Linked DNA regions of Mus musculus: region 2 is linked to region 1. The links are chromatin contacts, called in public HiChIP or PLAC-seq maps. All regions are on one chromosome and are shown on one strand. Each heading gives the region's core, a stretch centred on a gene start, on an enhancer-like site or on the middle of the called end of the contact. The rest is flanking DNA. Distances are from core to core; before and after follow the strand shown. Region 1 holds the start of Hddc3 (HD domain containing 3). Region 2 overlaps Blm (Bloom syndrome, RecQ like helicase).

Region 1 (5,253 bases), core at 1,504-4,003:
GGGTTGAGTGATGGAATGTGGGAAATGAGGAGGCTCTGGAACGCTGCAGTAAGAATCCCATCTTTCCTGGACCTTGCTGGAGCCATGCTGCAGGATGGCACAGAGAACGGCTCAGAGCGTCAGCCCTCGCTCCTCGAACAGCTGCTTTAGTGCCTCTTCCAGTTGCTGGTTTGTCCCTTGAAGCCCTTTTACCACCTGGGCTGCCCACTCGAAGTACTCCTGGACTCGGTGTTCTGACCATCCTGCACCAGAGTGGACAGAAACCTGCTTGTGTGGTGTCAAGGGCAGCATCGGCTTTTGCCTGTTTCCTGGCAGGCTTTGGTACAAGGCCGTGAGTTGCGATGGCATGATCTGACAACTTCTCCATGACCCAGCAACTCTGTTCCCACCTTAGGGAAGAAGACTATTCTAGGAGGTTGTACTGGCTAATTTTGTGTCAACTTGACACAGCTGGAGTTATCACGGAGAAAGGAGCTTCTGTTGAGGAAATGCCTCCATGAGATCCAACTTGCTTCTTGGTCATGATGTTTGTGCAGGAATAGAAACCCTGACTAAGACAAATTGGTACCAGGAGTGGGGTATTCCTGTGACAATCTGACCATGTTTTGGGGAGGACTGTGGAAGGACTTTGGAACTTTGGGCTTGAAGATCCATCCGTTGTTAAGAGCTCTGTCGGATGTCATGTAGGAGCTTGGAAGATAATGTTGAGAACACTGCAGAAGATGGAGCTCTGGTTTGTGAAATTTCAGAGGGAAAATTAAAGACTCTTTTCAGGGCCATTGCTGTTTTGTTTGTGAAGATTCTGTAGTTCTGGTTAGCTGGGGCTGAAGAATCAGCTGTGATTAACAAGATACCAGAACTACCAAGCAAAAACTTTGCATTACTGGGACTATTGATGCTGGTTAGCTGGAGCTAAGAAATTAGCGGTGATTAAGAAGAGACCAGCATCATTGAGGTGACATCTTCTGGGAAGTGTTTTCTGAAAGCACAAAGAGGCAGTGTTCCAGAGATGGCCAAGGATGTACTCCTGCTGCAGTGGGACTTGGTAATATGTAAGGGTCACCCAGGTGGTACTGGTTTTGAAGGCATGAAGGGGTCACGCAAAGCAGCTGAGGTTCGGTACTGTGAGAGGCCATGGAAGGCCATTGGTGAAGGTGCAGCCTCAGTTGCAATTGAAGGCCCAGGACTGAAGGGGTCATGCAGTGTTTTGGAGATGCCAGTACCATGAGATGACCACCAAGAGCAGCAGCAGCAGTGGGGTACAGGCATCTGGAGCCTAGAGGACGATGCGTGTGCTACAAAGGGCCTGGCTGGAGAAGTTACCCAAGCCCTTGGAGGAGCCCAGAAGATCGTGAGTTGGATCCCAGACATTGGACGGTTGGAGATTGACTTTTGCTTTTGATTGTGACTGTGCCCTGATATTTTCCCTCTTGAAGGAAGAAACTGTTTTAGTGGAGCCCACAGTTAAGAGACTTTTAATTGTAAAAAGACTTTGGATTTTAAAAGAGATGGATATTTTAAAGAGATTGAAATTTTAAGAATATGTAAAGGCTGTGGGACTTTTAAAGTTATTTAGATCTTGGGGATGAATAAGATTGTAAGGGTTGAGGCTTACTAGTGATGTTTTTGTGTGTCAAGTTGACAAGGGGTCAATTGTACTGGCTAATTTTGTGTCAACTTGACACAGCTGGAGTTATCACGGAGAAAGGAGCTTCTGTTGAGGAAATGCCTCCATGAGATCCAACTTGCTTCTTGGTCATGATGTTTGTGCAGGAATAGAAACCCTGACTAAGACAGAGGTTTAGTCGGAGGTGTTACGACCACCCCTCCCCACTCTACCCCCCGACTTATTTCTGGGAATCTAACCAACCTGTATTTTCAGAAGCTGGCCATCCCCTCCCCCTCTCTCCTCAGAGCCAGTAGGAGAGCATACCTGTAGGGGTGCAGCGATTCAGGTCCCTCAGATTGTATAGCTTGTCTGCCAGCTTCACCAGTTTGGCCCCTGGGCTGCTGTGTGGTGCCTGCTCCACCTGTTGCCGCTTTCTTTCCAGTTTGGGCAGAGTCTTGTCATCTGTTACCTCCTCCACCAAGCGTCGAACCTGTGCTCCAAAGTGCAGCTCTACCTCATCCAGGGTAGTATCTGTGTCTTCTACTGTGTCATGGAGCAGGGCGGCCTGGGGATAGGTTACCATTCAGCCCAGTGACACTAACCTACTAGCCAAATAAATAGCACCCATTGTTCAACAGTACTCTGGTTTCCCGCACCAGCCTCCTGGCAGAGAAGGGTAGCCTTACCTGTAACACCACAATATCAGTGATTCCAGCCTCATGGGTTAGGATCCGGGCTACACCTGGCAGGGGCAAAGCAGAAGTCAGTCTAGAAGGAGCCAGATGTAGCACCTCACCAGCTGGATGACCTTGGAAAGTCCCTTACCCTCTTGGGATATCGACTGTACCAAGGGAGCACTCCTGCCTTCTACCCCAGGTGAGGCTTACACGCATAACGCATGAAAAGTGGTTGATACAACGCTTGGGACTCGAAGAAGGCGCTCAGTAATTTATATGCGCTTTGTGTTCCCGTCCCAGTTAGTCCCCACCCGCCACGGGCCGCGAGGGCTGCTTCCCAACTGGCGCGCCCACCGATGGGGTGATTAATGTAGGGAGTCCCTTCAGGATCTTTTCGTCGCTGCTGTCGGTGTTTGTGAGCGGCGAAGTCAGCAGCCTCCAGCAGCTGAGCTGCCTCCGAGCCCATTGCGCTGGTGGCGCGAGGGACTGAAGCTTCGGAGTCCGAACAAATCACCTATAGCGCCGCCTGGCGCTTCGGAGGCTCGGAGAACGGAACTATTTCTAACAAGCTGTAATTCATTCATCCCCCCTCCCCCAACGTGTGTGCGCGTGCGTGTGGATTATAGAGGCTATAAGTCTCCACCTTAGTTTTTGGAGACAAAGACTCTCCTTGAACCTGTAGCCCAGGTATTTAGCAAGACTAGCTACCGAACGAGTTTCAAGGAGTCTCCTGTCTCTGCCTCCACAGTACAACAGGCGTAGGTTGCCATCCCCAGCTTTTTTACCTGGCTATTGCAATAATCTGAAAGAATGCAAGTCCTTATTCTTGTGCAGCAAGCACTTTACCCACTGAACCATCATCCCATTCTCAACGGAGGTTCTTTAAAGACCGAGATCCTGGATATAGAAGTTTTCAACAATCACAGCGGCTGGTGCAGCGTTCTCCCCACCATGCCCCAGGACGTAGTAGAACTAACAGTCTTTGCAGAAAAGGGAGACAAAACCAAAAGTGATAGTTTCACAGAGTGCTGGGTACAGAGCTGGAAGGCACGGGTGGCCGTGGGATCGTGGGGGGAAAGCCCATTTTATCTAGCCTGGGAGGCAGAGACAGCGTCTTCCACGAGAAAAAGGCCATCTACAGCCTGGCACAACACCCAGACCGTTTTCAACGTGCTCCAAACATCGCTCTCCTCACAGGGTCAGTCTCTGTTATCTTGGGCATCTGAACCTAACATCTTGGCCCTAGAGATGCTAGGATTTGACCTGGAGAGTTGGATCTTGCTTAATTGCTTCAGATGTGGGCTCCTGGGACACAACACTGTTTCTACAGAAACCGTTTGCATTCATCTCTTGAATCATGAGGGAGCCTGCTTCAGTCCCCAGACCTCTGCTCTGGGCCCTTGAGGTAGTGAGTCTTGTCCCCGCGGTTTCAGGAGCATAGTGTTGCCTAGCTTGGGTAGGCACTGGAACAATCCTTCTCTCTTTACCGGCCATCGAGCTTTGGATCTTCTGGAGAAATCCCGTCTTGGCGTTGGCAGCTCTGAAGTATGAGGGATAAGCAAGACCTTGGCATCTCCCCAAAGGGTTCTGAGAAGTGGAGACAGCCAGCTGCTAAGTGTATTCCACCAGGCAGGTAGCTTTTGTGTCTGGGCTGGCAGCTGGGGAGATAAGGCTCAGGGGAAAGCCTAATGACTGGACTCTCTGACAGGCTTGGTGGTTGCCATGGCGCTGCAGTTACAGAGGGATGCCCCACAGGCTGAACAGAGGTCTCTGGGGTCTAAAATGGAATAATCCATATCCCCCAAGGTGTCCGTGCAGCCTAGAAATTGAGGAATGGGTAGATAGAAACACAGTTGGCTTCACACGCTCATTTCATTTCTTTCTTTCTTCTTTCCTTTCTTTCTTTCTTTCTTCCTTTTTGACAATGGCTCAACTTTTTCTCTCCTGGCATTCCTTTCCTCCCTTCTGCTTAGGAAATCATAGGCAGTTTAGAGCCAAAGGCCTCACATTTCCCAGCAGATGATAGGACCCAATCACTCTCATCTCTCCACAAGCTTATAATAGAGGAGTTTTCACCCCTGCAAATCTTGGGACTTTAATTTCAGCTTCCTTCTTGTCTGTAGCCAGGGCTTAGAACCCCTGTTGGATTCCTAGGACTACGACTGAGGTGGAGGCGACTTCTTATGGGCCTCCAGGGGAGAGGTCCAGGGCTCCTGCTGACAGGCCTGTGTGGGGGACTGCTTTTCAGTTGGATGAATCTTGCCCAGCCAACCGACCTCTCAGGTATAATACTTTCCCTATCCTCTGAGGGTGACTTGGGGTACGGGAGATCTGATGGTGAGGGGTGGAGAGAGCCTCCTCTTCTCTTCTCTTTGGGACTTGGACCCCATTTTGCACTTTGAGCAGGGTGAAGGGGATGTGGGTAACCTCCCTTCTCTATAGACGTCTTGCTTCTCTCCAGCCCTGGCTCACCACCCCCATTTGTGCCAGACTACACGGGATGCAGAAGGCGGCCACTACCCTGGTTTTTTCTGTCCGCGCCTCTCTGACACTCCCGAGGAAGCCTACTGTTGCCACCTGCAGGCTGCCGGGGGTTCCTGCTGTACCCTGGATGAATTTGAGGCCCTGTACCAAGTTAACTTGTCTTCGCTTCAGCCACCACCCATCCTCAGGTAAGAACTCTAGTCCCGGATTCGCAGAACACTGGCAGAGTGCTCCCGTGTCTTGGGCACTGTCCTTGAATTCTGCAGTGGGAGACTTGTAGCTTCCAGATTAGTGGAGAGGAAGTCACTAAATCATAATTACAACCAATGCTGTAAATGAAAACAAGTAACAGAAGCTGCTTTGTCTTAAGGGGTTTGGACGGTGTTAATAAAGAGGATTTGTTAATCTTGGACACATTGTAGTAGGAGGTTTAATTCTGAATCTGCCGCGTTTGTCTTCAAGGTACTTGCGAGCTCCCAGATT
Region 2 (5,253 bases), core at 767-3,266, 150 kb before region 1:
CTTTGATGTAAGTTATTACATAAAACTATTAATAAAAATGCACCTTAGAAACACATGCCAGTATGCTAGGAAATCTTATTAACTATTGTTTAAATTATTAAAATAATTATTCTGGGTATATAGCTTCATGGCAGAGTGTTTGCCTAACATACTGCAAAAAATAAATAAATTAATTAATTAATTAAATAAAGCATACAGTTAAATTAAGCTGTAGAGTTAAGTACATGTGTTAAAACATTGTGATTCAAATAGCCATCTGTAATTCAAAGAATGTATTTTATTAAGAACTCTTAGCCTACATTTTCCTGATGTGGGTTTTGGGGTGGTTTGTTTGTTTGTTTTACTATAAATAAAGGGATTTCTTTTTTTGGCTAGTGATCATCATAGTTCTCTTTCCTATGCACATGTGTGTGCCTGTACACCTGTCTTTTTCCTCATTGCTGAGTTGAGGAATTATGACTGCTGCACTCTATAAGGTTAATCATTGCAAAGAGTTGGCTACAGGGTTACGAATCATACCATCTCAGTGTGACAGCTGGTTTGACTTTTCTTCTAAAGAATGTCATTGCAGTGTTGATAACCATTGCCCAGCTGTTCACCTTGTTCTAACCAACAGTTACCATCACAGCAATGAGACCTGTAAACGTAGCCAGGCCGACCATTGTGGTGCAGACCTTTAAGCCTCAGCACTTTCAGAGGCAAAAAGAGGTTCCTCTCTGTCAGTTAGAAGCAAGCCTGGCATACAAGCAAATTTGGGGCCAGCTCCAGTTACACACACAGACAACATGGTCTTTTTTACAGATAGAGGAGATGAAACATAGAAAATGGAACAGTGGAGAGCCTTTTGTAGTTTTTCTTGACACAGAAGCATCTTGCCATAGCACAGGCTAGCTTCAGATTTGCCGGATGGCAAGGCTGCCTTGAATTCCTAAACCTCCTTTCTCATCCTCCTGCCAGCTAGGATTCCTCATATGTATGCCACCACACCTAAGTGGGAAAGCTATTTTGAGTTGCATTTAATGTTAATTTTTAAAAATATGTGTACTAGCTAGATGTGACACATGCCTATAATTACCAGTACTTTAGAAGCTGAGGGTACAGGAGGGTCACAAGTTTGAGACTCAAAAGTGAAACTCTTGACTCAGAAAACAAAACTTAAAAATAAAAATGGTGCATTGATTGTTATGGTGAGGTATTTGTTTCTTTTGGAAAGTGTGATATATGACTTATAAAATATGAAACCTAAGCACGATCATATCTGATTAATGTATAAATAAAATGAAATTTAAATTATTACTCTTAACTTAGATTCCAGCTACATATCTGACAGGGGATAAGACTGACTCAGAAGCTGCAAATATTTACCTCCAATTATCCAAAAAAGACCCAATCATCAAGCTTTTGTATGTTACTCCAGAGAAGGTTCGTATTTATCTCACTCTCTTCAGTGTAATATTGCAACGCACTCAAATACATATATTTGAAGAACTTGGTGATAATTTTTATATACATTAATGAATTCTTGTATAACCTTCACTCCAGACCACAGATGGTAAAGTCTTCTCTGCCTCCTGTGTTGTTTGTTCTTTCTCCAGTTTGTTGTGAAACACTTAATTGACAGTGAGTTGCAGATCTGCCATTTTACCTCTCCTTTACCTCACTCTGCATTTCCTGACTGTATAGCACTCCCTTAGGAACCACTGTAATTTACCCGTCAGGAAATGTACAGTGACACATACTGTTACTTAAGCCATTAACCTTTCAGTAATGACCTTTGTAAAAAAGGGAAAAAAAGAAAACCCCTATTTCATCTCCTATCTAAACAGTTTCATTATTTTGACATTTTGAAGCATAAGGGCCAGTTTTGGGGACTGTGCCTCAATTTGAATTTGCCTTGTTTCCTGCTGATTAAATCCCTATTCCTCACGTTGGCAGGGATGCCACAGATGTGCTGTGTGCTATCAGAAGACAGTTGGCAGTGACTCATCCCATTACCAGTGGTGGTCACTGGCCAATCACTCGATCAAAATAGCATTGCCAGGCTGCTGCTCGCTGGGCTTAACGTTTCCTTCCCCTTCCAGCTGCCTAGTGAGCAGTTGCTCTGTTGTAGGAGGTCTCAGACTGTACAGACACCGTGGCAGACATCAGAGCCTCCCCACAAGCTTTAGCATCGTTGATGATTTGTTTCTTATTATTACTATGATGAGTGCCAGGTTGAGTTTACTGATACAATCCATCCTGGCTTTATGAAAGCCTTGCCTGATGCTGCGTATTTATCAGTGTGAACTTGTGGGTTCTTTATTAGTTTAGTAAATTATAATCATTTTCACTATGTATTTTGATGTTCTAATTGCCTATGTTCAACCAGTGAGGACGCTTCATCAACCTGACTTCTGTGTCTTATGTCCCTGTTAAGATATGCTTGTTATTGGCACATAGCTATCTATATGTGTAATACATAGAGTTCTTCCCCAATAGTATGCACATACCAAACACACATCTAAACTCCCGTTATCAGGCTGGCGGTTGCTCATGGGGAATGTGCCTAAGGACCTAGAACCAACCACCTTAACTCTGAATTCACGCATATACATCATTGTGTGCACAGACCCACCCTACACATGCACAAACACAAAATGAATACATGTAAAAAAATGTAAGTCCTGTAACCAGAGTAAACATGTGGTAACTCTCAGAGCTACTAGCCTGATAAGTAAAGCTGTTGGATGTGGATGAGGGCATTGAAGTGTCTGGATTGCCCTTTGCTTTTCTGCTCTCTTCACAGACTGAGGACAGAATCACTCGTGTGTGAGTAGTTCTAACAGGGAGTGACGATATTCATTCAGATGTGTTTACATCTCTCGTGTATCTCTATTCTAGGTCTGTGCAAGTAACAGGCTGATTTCTACTCTGGAGAATCTGTATGAGCGGAAGCTCTTGGCACGTTTTGTCATTGATGAAGCGCATTGTGTGAGTCAGGTAAGTTTCTCTTGGGATATCAGTGTGTTTATACCACCAGTAGTGCTCAGAGCCACAGCACTGAAGAACAACCCACAGTGGCTGACTGATCGCTCTGCTGCTTCACTGGAGAATAAAGTGCATCTTATATATCGACCCGAGAGATACAAATAACCTGAAAGCAACATTTTTTTTCCAATTAGTGGGGTCATGATTTTCGTCAAGATTACAAAAGGATGAATATGCTTCGCCAGAAGTTTCCTTCTGTTCCAGTGATGGCCCTCACGGCCACAGCGAACCCCAGGGTCCAGAAGGACATCCTCACTCAGCTGAAGATCCTCAGACCTCAGGTGTAAGTCGGTGAAGGTTGTGGGTTCCATTTTCTGATTCTGTACATTAGCATCACCTGTAGGGCTTTATCAAGCCAAGTGTCCAGATGTGCCCAAGGACAGCTAAATCAGAATATTTGAAATTGGAAGAATTTTTTTTTTTTTATTCTCAGTGCAGTAAAATTTGGGAACAAAATCTGGGTTTTTTTCTTTACTTAATAAAAGAACAACTCTAGAGCACTCTAGACGGCAGCACACATAAAGGCGCCTGCAGCCAGGGCTGACCGCCTGAGGTCAGCCCCTGGTATCTTTGAGAGAGAGAGAACTGGCACCTTCTGCCTGTTGCCCAAGCAAGCCCTGATAAACAAGCAAATAAATAGAAACAAAAGGAAAATCATCCCACCCTCTGCTTTAGAAGTGAGATAAATCAAATTCGGTCCTGGGTAACCCTGTTGTAATCCTTTTAACAGATTACATTTTGTGTATCTTACTTTGGCTTCCACACTCCACGTGCCTTCATGGAATGAGCAGGTAACCCTGCTTTCTCATCTTAAAGTCTCTAGTCCATGCACGATTTGAGAGCAGTCTAGAACCCTCTTAGCACAGCACTTTCACTTGAATTTCATCTCAGCACGTGCATCTTGCTACCTCCAAATCCATAACTAATTGGTAACAAAGGCACTAAAAATATTTGCCTATATACATTTAGGTGGTGCTAGGCTGTTGTACCTCCACCTGAGTTTGTCCATGCTTTCTGTGTTGTTAATTTGCTCAGCAGATACTTAACATGTTTGTACAGTGAGTTTTTTTCTGAGGTTCAGGGAGATTGCCTAAGGGAGTAAAGGCTGAACAGAATATTGAGGTGAATTTGTATAAATTTAATGACTTATTTTTATTTTATGTATATGAGTGTTTATCTGGGCACCACATGTGTCCCTGGGACCCACAAAAGCCCGAAGACATCGGATCCCTGTTGATCTGACTTTTATATACCATTAATGACCATACTTGAATGCAAGAATTATTGAGTTTTCAGAATTTTTTTGTGTATAATCACAAATTTGGAATGGAATGTTTTAATTTAATGCCACTTGTAGTGAGGAATATTTATGTAAATTTGGGGTGAGAGAATACATTTTGTTCTCATATTATGTGCGCTAATACTATATTTAAGATTAATGTTATACTTTAGGTTCTAATAAATACTGAATGCTAGAAATTTGTTTCTAGAAATGCTATGCTTCCTATAAAATGTTGTATTTCGATTCTTCTATCTGCACCCCTCATGGTTTTTATTGAGATGGGGTATAGAGTCTTAGAGTCTTGCTATGAAGCCCCAGTTGGCTTGAACTTAGAATTTAGACTAGGCTGTCCTTGAACTCTTGGCAATCTGCCTGCCTCATCTTCCCAAATTGCTGTGATTACAGATAAATCCCACCATGCCGGATTCTGTATATTCTCTCTGTCTCTGTGTGTGTGTGTGTGTGTGTGTGTGTGTGTGTGTGTGTGTGTGTTCATGTAGGTACTTAGGTTTGTACCTGCATGACTTTGAAAGCCAGAAATCAACCTGTCAACCTCAGGAATTGTTCCTTAGGAGACAGCCACCTTGGTTGGTTTTTGGAGGCAGGATTTCATTGTTGTGGATGGAGTTCACCATGTTGACTAAACTGGCTGGCCAGAAAGATCCAGGCATCCACCTGTTTCTACAATCCAGTGCTGGGATTACACGTGGTAAGCAAATGCTGTACCACTGAGCTATCTGTCAGTTAGTTATATTAATTGGCAAAAGCCCACCGTTAAAAGAAATTGTGTAAATTCCCTTACATATGAATGATGTTTTTGAAAATATAGGACTTATGTTTTATGTTTGAATGAACAGTGCACATATTTATCTAGAGACAGACACCTTGAATATCTTTTCCTGGAACTGTGGGAAAGTGATGTTTCAGAGAAAGCAAAATTATAC

What was found. HiChIP or PLAC-seq counts read pairs in DNA pulled down with a chosen protein or histone mark.
Region 2: an H3K4me3 HiChIP or PLAC-seq map of bone marrow-derived macrophages shows a contact between it and region 1, with 2.8 times the contacts expected there. The contact joins the enhancer-like site here to the promoter of Hddc3 in region 1. A contact is called at or near these places in 13 of 39 promoter capture datasets (the 3T3-L1 cell line, 3T3-L1-derived adipocytes, the C10 cell line and 9 more), 1 of 484 Hi-C or Micro-C datasets (bone marrow-derived macrophages), 1 of 115 datasets of contacts at active chromatin or transcription factors (bone marrow-derived macrophages) and 4 of 9 other capture datasets (adipose tissue, liver, macrophages and 1 more).

What each region holds. Positions count from the first base shown.
Region 1 is chr7:80,340,637-80,345,889 of GRCm38.p6, reverse strand. It overlaps Hddc3 (HD domain containing 3), which reads right to left and starts at 2,753. Exons shown (of 4, transcript NM_026812.2): 1 at 2,641-2,753; 2 at 2,296-2,351; 3 at 1,934-2,174; 4 at 1-242. The coding sequence starts at 2,752. The coding sequence ends at 112. It also overlaps a transcript of Unc45a not described here.
Region 2 is chr7:80,492,159-80,497,411 of GRCm38.p6, reverse strand. Blm (Bloom syndrome, RecQ like helicase) reads left to right here. Exons shown (of 22, transcript NM_001042527.2): 9 at 1-7; 10 at 1,309-1,422; 11 at 2,881-2,979; 12 at 3,162-3,310. Among named protein-coding and RNA genes, the nearest start is that of Blm, 40 kb to the left of the region's middle. Within about 2 kb of position 2,016, at least 38 of the 459 cell types and tissues checked have an H3K27ac peak or open chromatin away from gene starts, as enhancers often do. A contact at or near this core is called in the HPC-7 cell line, bone marrow-derived macrophages, hematopoietic stem and progenitor cells and 1 more, where this site is marked.